Regions from separate parts of the Hordeum vulgare genome. Here region 1 is linked to region 2. The links are chromatin contacts, called in public Hi-C maps. All regions are on one chromosome and are shown on one strand. The core of a region is the stretch at or near the end of the contact, and the rest is flanking DNA. Distances in the headings are between cores, read along the strand shown.

Evidence for each region. A called contact is a pair of places that touch in the nucleus more often than the background predicts.
Region 1: a contact with region 2 is called in a Hi-C map of leaf, with 3 times the contacts expected there. The contact joins the promoter of LOC123407531 here to the promoter of LOC123407823 in region 2. A contact is called at or near these places in 1 of 6 Hi-C or Micro-C datasets (leaf) and 1 of 1 datasets of contacts at active chromatin or transcription factors (embryo).

What each region holds. Positions count from the first base shown.
Region 1 is chr7H:378,497,513-378,503,162 of MorexV3_pseudomolecules_assembly, reverse strand. LOC123407531 (vesicle-associated protein 1-2-like) reads right to left here and starts at 3,153. Exons shown (of 8, transcript XM_045100691.1): 1 at 2,929-3,153; 2 at 2,733-2,803; 3 at 1,673-1,754; 4 at 1,465-1,580; 5 at 1,121-1,282; 6 at 964-1,005. The coding sequence starts at 2,998.
Region 2 is chr7H:378,071,980-378,077,547 of MorexV3_pseudomolecules_assembly, reverse strand. LOC123407823 (60S ribosomal protein L34-like) reads left to right here and starts at 3,940. Exons shown (of 4, transcript XM_045101050.1): 1 at 3,940-4,096; 2 at 4,327-4,406. The coding sequence starts at 4,018.

The DNA of each region.
Region 1 (5,650 bases), core at 1,904-4,403, 430 kb before region 2:
TCTGGCAAGGGGAACACGACAGTGGTAGTGGCGAGGAGTCGGAGGCAACCGTTGTCGTCGGGGCAGGGAGCTCCTCTCCTCTGCTTTGGGCGCGAGGCGGATGAAACACTTGGGCTACAGAGCTGCGTGGAGGGGCCAGAGAGTGGTGCGGGTGCTGGATGCGACTTGGTACAGGTCCCCGGTGAGATGGCGATGGCGTAGAGGGGGTCTGGACACCGGCGGGTCCTTGGTCGACGACGCTCGGGCATCAGGCGACCATGGTCGTCTCTCTGTCGAAAAAAAGAAGACATAGAGAGCTCCTAGAGAAAAGAAGCATGGGAGAGAGAAGAGAGATGGAGGAAGAAGGGGAGGGATCACAGACGACGCGGAGGAGGATGCCTGACTGAGGAAGCAGCAGGTTGTTGTCGTCCATATCACACAGCGCGCGATTTCTTTGTGGTCTCTAGGCTAACCGCATGTAATCCATCAACTAAATGTATTATATTCTTATAAGTGCAACCAGCGTTCAAATTTATTTGATTTTGAATTAACAAGGTTGACTATACATTATGTGTTCTCAATACCTTGATTTGACCATCGTAGAATTGCTAATCCATTGGAGCGCACCGGCACTTTCTTACTCTAGATGGGGAGCCACCAACCATGCCCCGATGACCCGTGGTGTGTAGATGTGTAGACAGTACGACGAGGATGTTTCAACGGACGAGGAGGAGCTCACTATTTCTAGGACGAGGAGGAGCTTGCGATTTCTAGACTCCTCCTGCCCGACATGCCGACACACTAGGAGTACTAGGGTCCGATGTTTTATTTGTACATGCTCCCGGTGCAACGCACAGGCTCTTTTGCTAGTCAAATGTAACATAATGCGTAAGGCCACGTACATGTTCAGGAAACTAACATAATTATGTGTCAACAAAACATTGATGAACTTATTATTGAATATCACATACTGGAATAACTGACCTCTAAAGATTTTTCTTGGGGATCAATGCGCTCTCGCAGTGCCTGCAGTGAATGCAGAATCAAGTAATTTTCCCTCAACAGCGTGTGAGTGTGTGTTTGGGGGGGGGGGGGGGCAGTGAAATGTGTGGGTGGAAGTTCAACAATCATGACAACTCACCCTGGTGAATCCCCCAGCAGGACCATCTCCATTTTCTGATTCAACCCTAGATGGGGAGCCTTCCTCGGATTCTTCAGGAACTGGAGATGGTGGCTGTGGAGGTGCAACATAGGTGACTCGCAATTTCACCTCTTCAATCTTATTTCCAGATTCCTTCATAAACTGCAAGCCATTCAACAACACGACCAATCAATCAATACAGGTGTACCACCAAAGTCAGTCAACTGAGAAGATGGATACAACTGAAACAAAGATTTTATTAATCCATCGACTGATGCCTTGGTTCTCATATAAGTAATGCCACATTTGATTCCTTAAGAAACAAATCAAGAGGGAAACATTACCATCTCTCCCGTAACATCCTTCACATTTATGCCAGAGGGTGCGACGACGCTCTGGACTAGGAACTTATCTTTGCACTGCATGTCAGGTGGGACTTCTCGCTGTGCTTGCATTGTCACTGCAATAATACATATGAACAAGTATAACCAAAAAAGAAGATAACTTGAATACATCAAGAACACTGGGGGAGCAAATCTACAAATCACAAACCAACAACATCGCATGTAGATCGCGGCAAGACAACCCCTGTGTTGGGCCGCACAGAGTATTTCTTTGGGCTTGTAGTTTTCACCTGAGACAATGAAAAGAACAGTAAATATAAAGCTCTTTGAGTTCATGATTTCTTGCAAGCTTAGATTGAAGCGATTCCACTGCAAACCGTTCCAATGATTTCAGTGCCATTACGCAGTTATACACTGGAAGGTTTCACCTCTAGCCATCGAATGGCGAGAAAAAACAATGAAATAACCTAGGTACACAAAAGTAATCAAGAATTATAAGCCTATGGAATCGGTTGTGCGCGAACGTCCGCATGCGTGCCTCATAGCGCGCCCGGTTCCGAACTGTGCAATCACTCGGCTGCCGTACACAGCGTGTCATGATTTAAGTCAGGATGATGCCATGGTGATGTGTTTGGTGCACAGTGTGTCGCGCCGTAGCACTGTCCTAAACCTATACCACGAAACACACCGATGGCTGTATTTTGACAACAATTAAACAACCCATACAAATGATGATTAGGATGTGCTCCCTCCGTTCCAAAATAAGTGTCTTAAGCTTTGTACAACTTTGTACTAGAGCTAGTACAAAGTTGAGACAGTTATTTTAGGACGGAGGGATTAGTAGTTGGCACCGTATGCCAACAACATAACCACCAACTCCAAGGTGCATGCCATCAAATTCAAGGTATGGACATCAAACAACATACAGACTTGAACAACGAAATCATAAGAATGACAGGCAATTATGTTCTGAGAGAGAAATAGCTCTAAACTCTTTAATCTATACAACTAGTGAACACAATATTTGGTTCTTAGGCATCATATCACAGAGACAATTTTCCAGATCACTGATCAGGTCAAATCCAAAGACATGATTCACGGAAACAGAAAATCGCGAATAACAGCTGTGACATGCAGATAGATGATATGCCACACCGAAACGTACAACGCATCAAAGCATCCATGGAACTGCTCCTGTTCTAGGGTTCCAGGACGATCCGTACGGAACAAAAAGATCAGCCAGAGATTTCAGGAAAGGACTAACGGACCTTGAAGGCGATGTAGTCGTCGCTGAGATTCGACAGCTGCATCGAGCACGAGATCTGCTTCTTCAACTCAACTGCTCAAGAAAAACAACAGACGAGAATCACAGACCAATCGATCCACGGCGGTGGAAGAAGAGAGCAAAAAAGGAGATCTTCTTCGCAGAGGGGGATTTGCGGGGGGGGGGGGGGGGGGGCGTACAGGGGAAGCGGAGCTCGATGGGGTCGATGCGGAGGAGCTCGCCGGCGGGGACTGGTCCGGGGGAGGCCATTGCCGGAGAGGGGGAGGCAATCAGACAAGGGAGATCTCGGGGCGGTGGATGCAAGGAGGGGAGGCGTGGAGGGGCGACAAAAGAAGAAACGTGGAAATAAAGAAGAGAAGTGCTGATCTGGCTCTGGTTTTCCTTCCAGCAATTTTGTCTTTGCAGTTGCACGCACACACGCTAGGCCAAACCACCTTATGTCATACTGTAAGAGCATCTCCATACTGTAAGAGCATCTCCAGCAGTTAGGTCCCCGACGTGAAATAGCGTCGTCTACGGGTGGGCCGATGAAAAAATTGCATGGGGCTCAGGTTTTCAAGCACTCATCCAAAGATCGTCCAAAATGTTTTTTGAAAAAAATAAAGTCGGTCCAAATTTGATCATAACCGAATCAAATTTGATCAAATTCGAATGAAATTCATAGTTTGCATTAAAATTTGTACAAAAGTGAAACAAAAACATAATTAAATATAAGGGCAGTGCTCTGCGCCGGCGCCGGTCGAAACTTTCGGCCGGCCGCGCGCGGGCCGCACGATCCACCAACCCCCGCGCATCCGCACCGTTGGATCTTCATACAACATTTTCCTTCCCGATGCAGCAAAAATTCGACGCAATGCAACAATTTTTTCAACGGTTGCAACAAAAAACAAAAATTATAGCAAAAAAATATCTACGTGATCGTAGTAAAAAAACGAAGCTGATGGTGCGTGGTAGCAAAAGTCAAACGTCGGTTGTAACAAATATCTACGTGAACGTGTATTCAACTTTTTTAGTGAACGGTTGCAGCAAAAAATGATGTCGTTTGTAGCAAAAATTAACACGGTTGTAGCAAAAGTAAAAAACATCGATTGTAACGAAAAATCCGACGAACTGGAGTTGCAACCAGAATATGCAGCAAATATGGCGTTGGTTGCAACAAATTTACACGAGAAAAAAAGCTGCATGGAAAACGTTTGTATCAGAAAAACAACGGTTGCAGCAAATTTGACGAAAAAATGTTGCAAGCATCTGCAAGCGAGGCGCGCGGCCCGCGTGCGACCGGCCGAACGATTCGGCCGGCGCGGCGGGTGGAAGCGTTTACCTAAATATAATTAACTAAACTACATCGCCGCTGCCGCTTGAAGCCGTCGCCTTCTACATGACGAGAAGCTTATAGAAATTGGTGTAGTCACCGTCATCGCCGTCGTCCTGCCCTCTGTCGCCGTCCTTGTTGCACCCCTGTCCTGGGTCGCCGTCGTGAACGGGGTTGGAAGGCCTTGACGCCTCCTCGTCGTTGTCATCGAGGATGACGACATCGCCTTCCTCGCGGTCACGGGGTCCAGCGGCGATCTCCTCCAGGGCGTGGCGCCTGGCGCTCCATCTCCTCTCGGACGTAGCCGTCCTGCGCCCATTTGAGGGCGGTCTCGGCGGCGGCGGTCATCGCCAGGTACTCCTGCTTGACGGGAAGGAGTCTCGGCTCCGTCTTTGGCTTGACGAGGTGGGAGGAAGCATCGGGCTCGTTGATGATGATGTCGGCGCTGCGTGTGCACCGCCCAGCGGCGTCTCCTGCGGCTCTAGCTTGACGGGGAGGAACACCGATGACCCAGAGGAGCGGGAGCGGAGCCGGACGACGAGGACGGCGCCGTCTCCATCCGCCTTGGCGTCTAGGAGCTGCCACGGCGGCGGGAGAAGGCGGGTGGCGATGGGTACTCGTACCTCGGTGAGTTGCCGCCCTCGATGTGCTCGAGGACGGCCTCTAAGGTGCGGTCGGGGACGCCCCACCATTGGCGGCACCCCTCGGAGTTGTGGCGGCCGCGGGGTTTGACCCCGTTGGTGGCGGCGAGCTGGACGGCGTAACGGCGATCGAAGTACGCCGTCCACAACATGTTGCTGATGGGGGCGTACCTCAGCAGGTTGCGCAAGCTCTCCGGCAGCGATGACCGGATGCATGCGATCTCCGCCCGCCGGTCAGCTCCAGTGGGTGGCGGTGGCACGAAGACTCTATCGACGCTCATCCTCCATGCCCCCGGCACCGGCATGTCCGGCGGCTCCGAGTAATCCGCCTCGTAGAGAAGGCGGGCCTCATCCTCGCGGAGGTGACGGTGGCCGAAGCCATTGGCTGCCGCTCCATCACCGGGGAAGCGTTCGGCCATCTTTTCAGGGGAGAAGGAGGGAGAGAAGATGCCGGTGATGAAGAAGGAGAGGAGAGAGCGTCGATGAGAGAGGTGTGTGGCCACCGGTAGGGAGGGGGCACCTTATATAGCCGCGGGCGAGCGAGCACGCGGAGCGGCGCCGTATGAATGTGTGGCAGGAACTAACGGGATGTGCATCACCGGGACGCGCGTCGCCATGCCTTCACTTCGCTGGTTGTGAATCAATGGAAGGCTGACCGGCGGCGCAGCCTTCCCATTGATTCCCGCGGGAAACAAGGCGATGAGGACGACGATCGCGCCCCCATTTGCTGACTCGGCGGACCCATAGTTTTTTCGCGCCAAAAAAGTTTTCGCCGGCGCCCCCAGGTGACCCCCGGTGCATTGGGTTCGGCCTAGGACCGCCGAGGCCAATTTCGGCCCGAGCCAGCGAAAAAGGGCTCCTCGGACGCCACTGGGCTGTTTTTTCCCGCCGACAAAAAAAATGGTCGGGGGGGGGGCTGTTGGGGGCGTGGCTGGAGATGCTCTCACA
Region 2 (5,568 bases), core at 2,691-5,190:
TCGTGTGCGTAGGAATTTTTTTGTTTCACATGCAACGTTCCCCAACACAAATAGACTATACCACGTCAATGCCTTCTCCTTCAAAGATAAAGGAAAGGCCTTCTTCTTGACATCATCCTCGGGAAGACCTGCAAGCTTAAATAATCCACAAACTTCATCCACATAGATTAGATGCAAATCAGGATGTAGTGTTCCATCTCCCGCATAAGGATTACCTAGCAGTTTTTCTGTCATACCCGAAGGAATTTCATAATAAATATTTTCAGTAGGTGTAGCAGGTTGAGGAGCATCTCTTTGTGCTTCCGGTCGGGGTGAAGATACCCTGAACAAGCCCCTCAAAGGATTATTTTCCAAAGTGATAAGTGACAGTAAATTTTAACAAAATATATAAATTTTTCCTTACCAAGTTCCACTCACCAAAGGCGCTTCACTCGTCGACAACGGCTCCAGAAAAGAGTCTTGATGACCCACAAGTATAGGGGATCTATCGCAGTCCTTTCGATAAGTAAGAGTGTCGAACCCAACGAGGAGAAGAAGGAAATGACAAGCGGTTTTCAGTAAGGTATTCTCTGCAAGCACTGAAATTGTCGGTAATTCGTAATGGGTAGCAAGTAACAATTGTAATAAAGGTGCAGCAAGGTGGCTCAATCCTTTTTGTATCAAAGGAAAAGTCTGGACAAAATCTTATATAAAGCAAAGCGCTCACGAGGTGACATGGGAATTTCTGTCAATCTAGTTTTCATCATGCTCATATGGTGAAGTGTCGTGTAGTCGACGTAGGCCCAAATAATGGTGAAGTGTCATGTAGTTGACGTTCACATGACACCACCAGAGGAGAGACAACATACATCTCATCAAAATGTCGAACGAATACCAAATTCACATGATTACTCATATCAAGACTTATCCCATGTCCTCAGGAACAAACATAATTAGGCACAAAACATATTCATGTTCATAATTAGAGGAGTATTAATAATCATTAATTATCTGAACATATGATATTCTACCAAGTAAACCAACTAGCATCAACTACAAGGAGTGATCAACACTACTAGCAACCCACAGATACCAATCTGAGGTTTTGAGACAAAGATCGGATACAAGAGATGAACTAGGGTTTGGAGAGGAGATGGTGTTGGTGAAGATGTTGTTGGATATTGACCCCCTCTCGATGAGAGGATCATTGGTGATGACGATGGCTTTGATTTCCCCCTCCGGGAGGGAAGTTTCCCCGGCAGAATAGCTCTGTCGGAGCTCTAGATTGGTTCTAACAAAGTTCCGCCTCGAGACGGCGGCGTTTCGCCCGAAAAGTTCTGATATGATTTTTCCAGGTCAAAACCCTTCATATAGCAAAAGATGGGCATCGGAGGCCTGCCAGGGGGCCCGCAAGCCAGAGGGGCGCGACCAAGGGGTAGGCCGCACCCAACAGGCTTATGACCTCTTGGTGGGTCCTCTCTGGTATTTCTTTCGCCCAATATTTTTTATATATCCGAAAACAATTATCCCTAACCTTTCAGGACTTTTGGAGTTGTGCAGAATATGTCTCTAAGATTCGCTCCTTTTCCAGTCCGGAATTCCGGCTGCCGACATTCTCCCTCTTCATGTAATCTTTGTAAAATAAGAGAGAAAAGACATATGTATTGTACCATAATGTGTATTATCAGCCCATAATGTGATAAATATCGATATAAAAGCATGATGTAAAATGGATGTATCATGTAATATATCCCATCAGAATTTATCTCATGTAAACCATCTAGGGAAGAGCCTTACGTAGTGTGGTTGGTATTCGATTGCATGTTGTCGCTACACCCCATGGGGTGCGTTAGTTTATTGTTTCATGGTGTAACCGCTACACCTCTGATGCTTCTTGCACTCATGCCACTCAGGATGATTGTCATTTTATGTTTCACTGAATAGTTATTTGAGAGTGGCTTGCGGGTTTTCTAAACAAGATTGTAAGTGGGATTACACCTTTTTCCTTACAAGACTGCAACTGATGAAGCTCGAGCCAGCTCTATCTACTCCTCCGATGCATTTATCATTTTCTGAATATCTTGGAAACATAGCAAAAAAACAAGAAACAATCATATTACCACTGGATCTTCGGGCAATCACTTTTCTCGGTGAAATCAACAGTCTCCTTATCCCCCACAAAAAAACAATCTCCTTACAAATAGAGTCCTCACACGAAGGAGACGAACTATTTTAATGTGTTCAAACATCCAAGGTGAAACCAACTATTTCTTCCATTTGTTATGTTCGTGGCTCAGTTTTGTATATAAAAATTACACTGGTTTAAACAACTCATAATTGTTGATTTCAATTTAATGACATTGTGTGGACTCCTTTTTTTCCTTGCTGCTAGAATAAATGTTCTCCGTCGAAGACGTTAGGTTCCTTTCATTAAAATTCAACCATCCTGTCCATCTTCATTGATATATTACTCAAAGATAAATAGAACAAACCTTGTAATTCCTTTATTCGTTATGTATGATTGCTCAACCAATTACCTGTGTCCTAGGAATCCTAGCTTGTTCATCAATTGCAACACGAGTTAGGATTTTAGCCAAGTTCATTGTTAATCTTTTGGTATTTTTCATTTATAAACATTTTGAATTATTCGGTAGAAACAATACAAGCTCGCCGGTGCTCTCACTTGCTTTGAAAAAGATTTGTTTCGTTTTGATTGAGTTGATATTGATGTTGACCTCACAACAATTATCTTGAGCTTCATGCTAAATTACAGAAAGTTGGTTGCAATCGTAGTTCGTATTTTCAATGAAAGTTGGGAAAAACAATTTAGCAGTAAAGGAGAGTTCTATACTTCTCCCCTAATAATAAAGCGCGCAGCGTTTCTGTCGTCTGTCGTCGGTCATTTTGCAGAAAAGTCCTCGCAGTTTTAGGTAATTAACCACAATCCAATTTTAAGTCACAGCGAACCGTTTTTTGTCATTTTGGTATTTTGCAGAAACGTCCTCACAGTTTTAGATAATCAACCCACAGTCCATCTTTTAGTTACAGCCGAACCCTTTTTTTTTTGCATTTTTCAGAAAACTCCCTCATGTTTCAGGTAATCAACCCGCCCTCCCTATTTAAGTCATCCGAAACATTTTTTTCGTTTCAACAAAAAAACCCCTTACTTTTGAGTTAATCTATCCATATTTTATCTAAAACAAAATTATCCATATATTTTAAACCTTAACTCCGATTTTAACATGTTATATACGAATTTTGATTGAAAAAACGTGTAGAATCTAAATAGGATGTTATTTTTAGCCCTTGAATACTTCTTAAATATTATTTTTGGTGCAAACTTAATATGTAGTGCACGGTCCTTTTTTCTCTCTCTTTTCGACGACCATACGAATTGCAATAAACATCCATTAAATTAAAACCAAATTGAGAGGAAAGAAAACATTGGTAACTACACATGCACATCTTTGGAAAATCTCGTGGAGAGAAACAACATATTTCTCATCTTATTCCGAGTGACTGTACATTCAAACGCGTTTTCGTTGTGTGAGCACTGAAGCCATCGTCGGTAACACAAATGTGATACCATGTGAAAATATATTACGTTCAGAGCGTGTGTTATTTTTTCTTCCGTTACAACGCATGGATTTTTTTTGCTAGTGAAAATATAAAGTAGGCAGTAGAGAGGTGGTTCAGTGAGCAGTTTATAGTCGCTTCTAGGGACTAAAACGGTGAGTATAAGTGGTGAGTATTTTATAAATATTTTTCAGCGTGGGTGCATCCAGAGCAGACCGAGGTTCAGTTGGGTATTTTCAATATAAAAGCGGACTGGATTAATAATCATGAAAAACAAACAGAGAGCCGTCCGCTCACTTGATAAAGCATCCTCCACCATTGGATCTAGGTCACCCAGACCACGAACAGCCCTATAAAAGCTCTTCTTTCTCCCCTACCCTCGCTTCCCTTCGGCGCCGCCTCGTTACAGACAGCGGGAGCGAAAGAGCGAGCGGTGAGAGAACTCCGGGAGAGGGCGGCGAGATGGTGCAGCGGCTGACATACCGAAAGCGCCACAGCTACGCCACCAAGTCGAACCAGACTCGCGTCGTCAAGACCCCAGGTGAGGGAGATCAGAGGCGCCTGCTTTTGCTCGCTCATGTGTTTTTAGTCTTGCAACTGTCTGGATAGTATTGATGCCACTCGTGTATGTCTTGAATTTAGATGGATTTACGCTTGAATTTCGCATCCGTGTTTACCGCTCCCTTGACAGTTTATATTGAGTAAAATTTTGGGGGTCTTCTTCCAGGATCTCAACTCAAAGAGTTTTCTTGATGTATTACTGATTATTAGGTGGGAGGCTTGTGTACCAGTACACCAAAAAGCGGGCGAGTGGGCCAAAATGCCCGGTTACCGGGAAGAAGATCCAAGGAGTATGTGTTACATTCTCCCATTTTAACCTGTTATTTCATTAGATTTCATGCGTTGTATGCACCATGCGCTCAGACACGACCTGCATTTCAGTGAAGTGGTTGCCGATATAAACACACACAGTTGGACTCCAAACAAAAAAAACACTACATTTGAGTCCTGCCCTATGGAACGCGGCAATGTTTTCGTTCAGATTTTTTCGTTTCATGTTAATGTTTGAAGTGGGACTCGAAACACTACATTCGAGTCCTGCCCTACTATTGTTGAAGTAGTGCTAATTCTTGCTGAATCATGCTTTATACCTTTGGTTATGCTGAATTTGTCAACTCTGACCATACTGCAGGTGAATTTACCGTTCCTAGACTGATTTATTATAAATTGTCTATGTTTGCTACCCCCCCCCCCCCCCCCCCCCCCAAGCAGGAAATGGCATTGTAATGTCATATTTTATGCGTTTGCTTGTCTGGCCCTGAATTTGTATCCTTTGATCTGGCTCTCTTAACCGTGTGTTCTTGTCTGGTAATTCTTCTTGTGATATGAACATGTCTTCTGCTTATTTCCACTCTCTTCCAAGCCTGCAGTGTATAACTCTGTAATTTACGCTTACTGGGATATTATGCATTTGTATTTTGAATCTGAGCATGAACATTGCACTGTCAGTTCATCTTCATTTTTTTTCCTGAGCATTTTCTGTCGTATTAGTAGGGCTATGATTACAGTGGAACATGACAAGCATTTGCCCTAATTTTGTGTGGATTTAACCTAATATTCTGTTGTATTAGTAGGGCTATGTTATCATTTTCTTAGTTTTGATGTAGAGGCCTCATTATGATGTCTGTCTGGTTGCTCCTTTTGTTTTTTGCATTTGCACTCACAATGAAGTTGTACTACTCAGACTGTGTTCTTGTATAGTTCAATTGAGAATATTTGATTACTACTCCCTCCGTTCCTAAATATAAGTCTTTTTAGAGATTTCACTAGGAGACTACATACAAAGCAAAATGAATGAATCTACACTTTAAAATATGTCTATATACATCCGTATATTATCTTTTAGTGAAACATCTAAAAAGACTTATATTTAGGAACGGAAGGAGTATGATGTTGTCTCAAATTCTTCTGTTTTAACTGGCAATCTTTTGTTCAACATCTTTGTGATTTTTG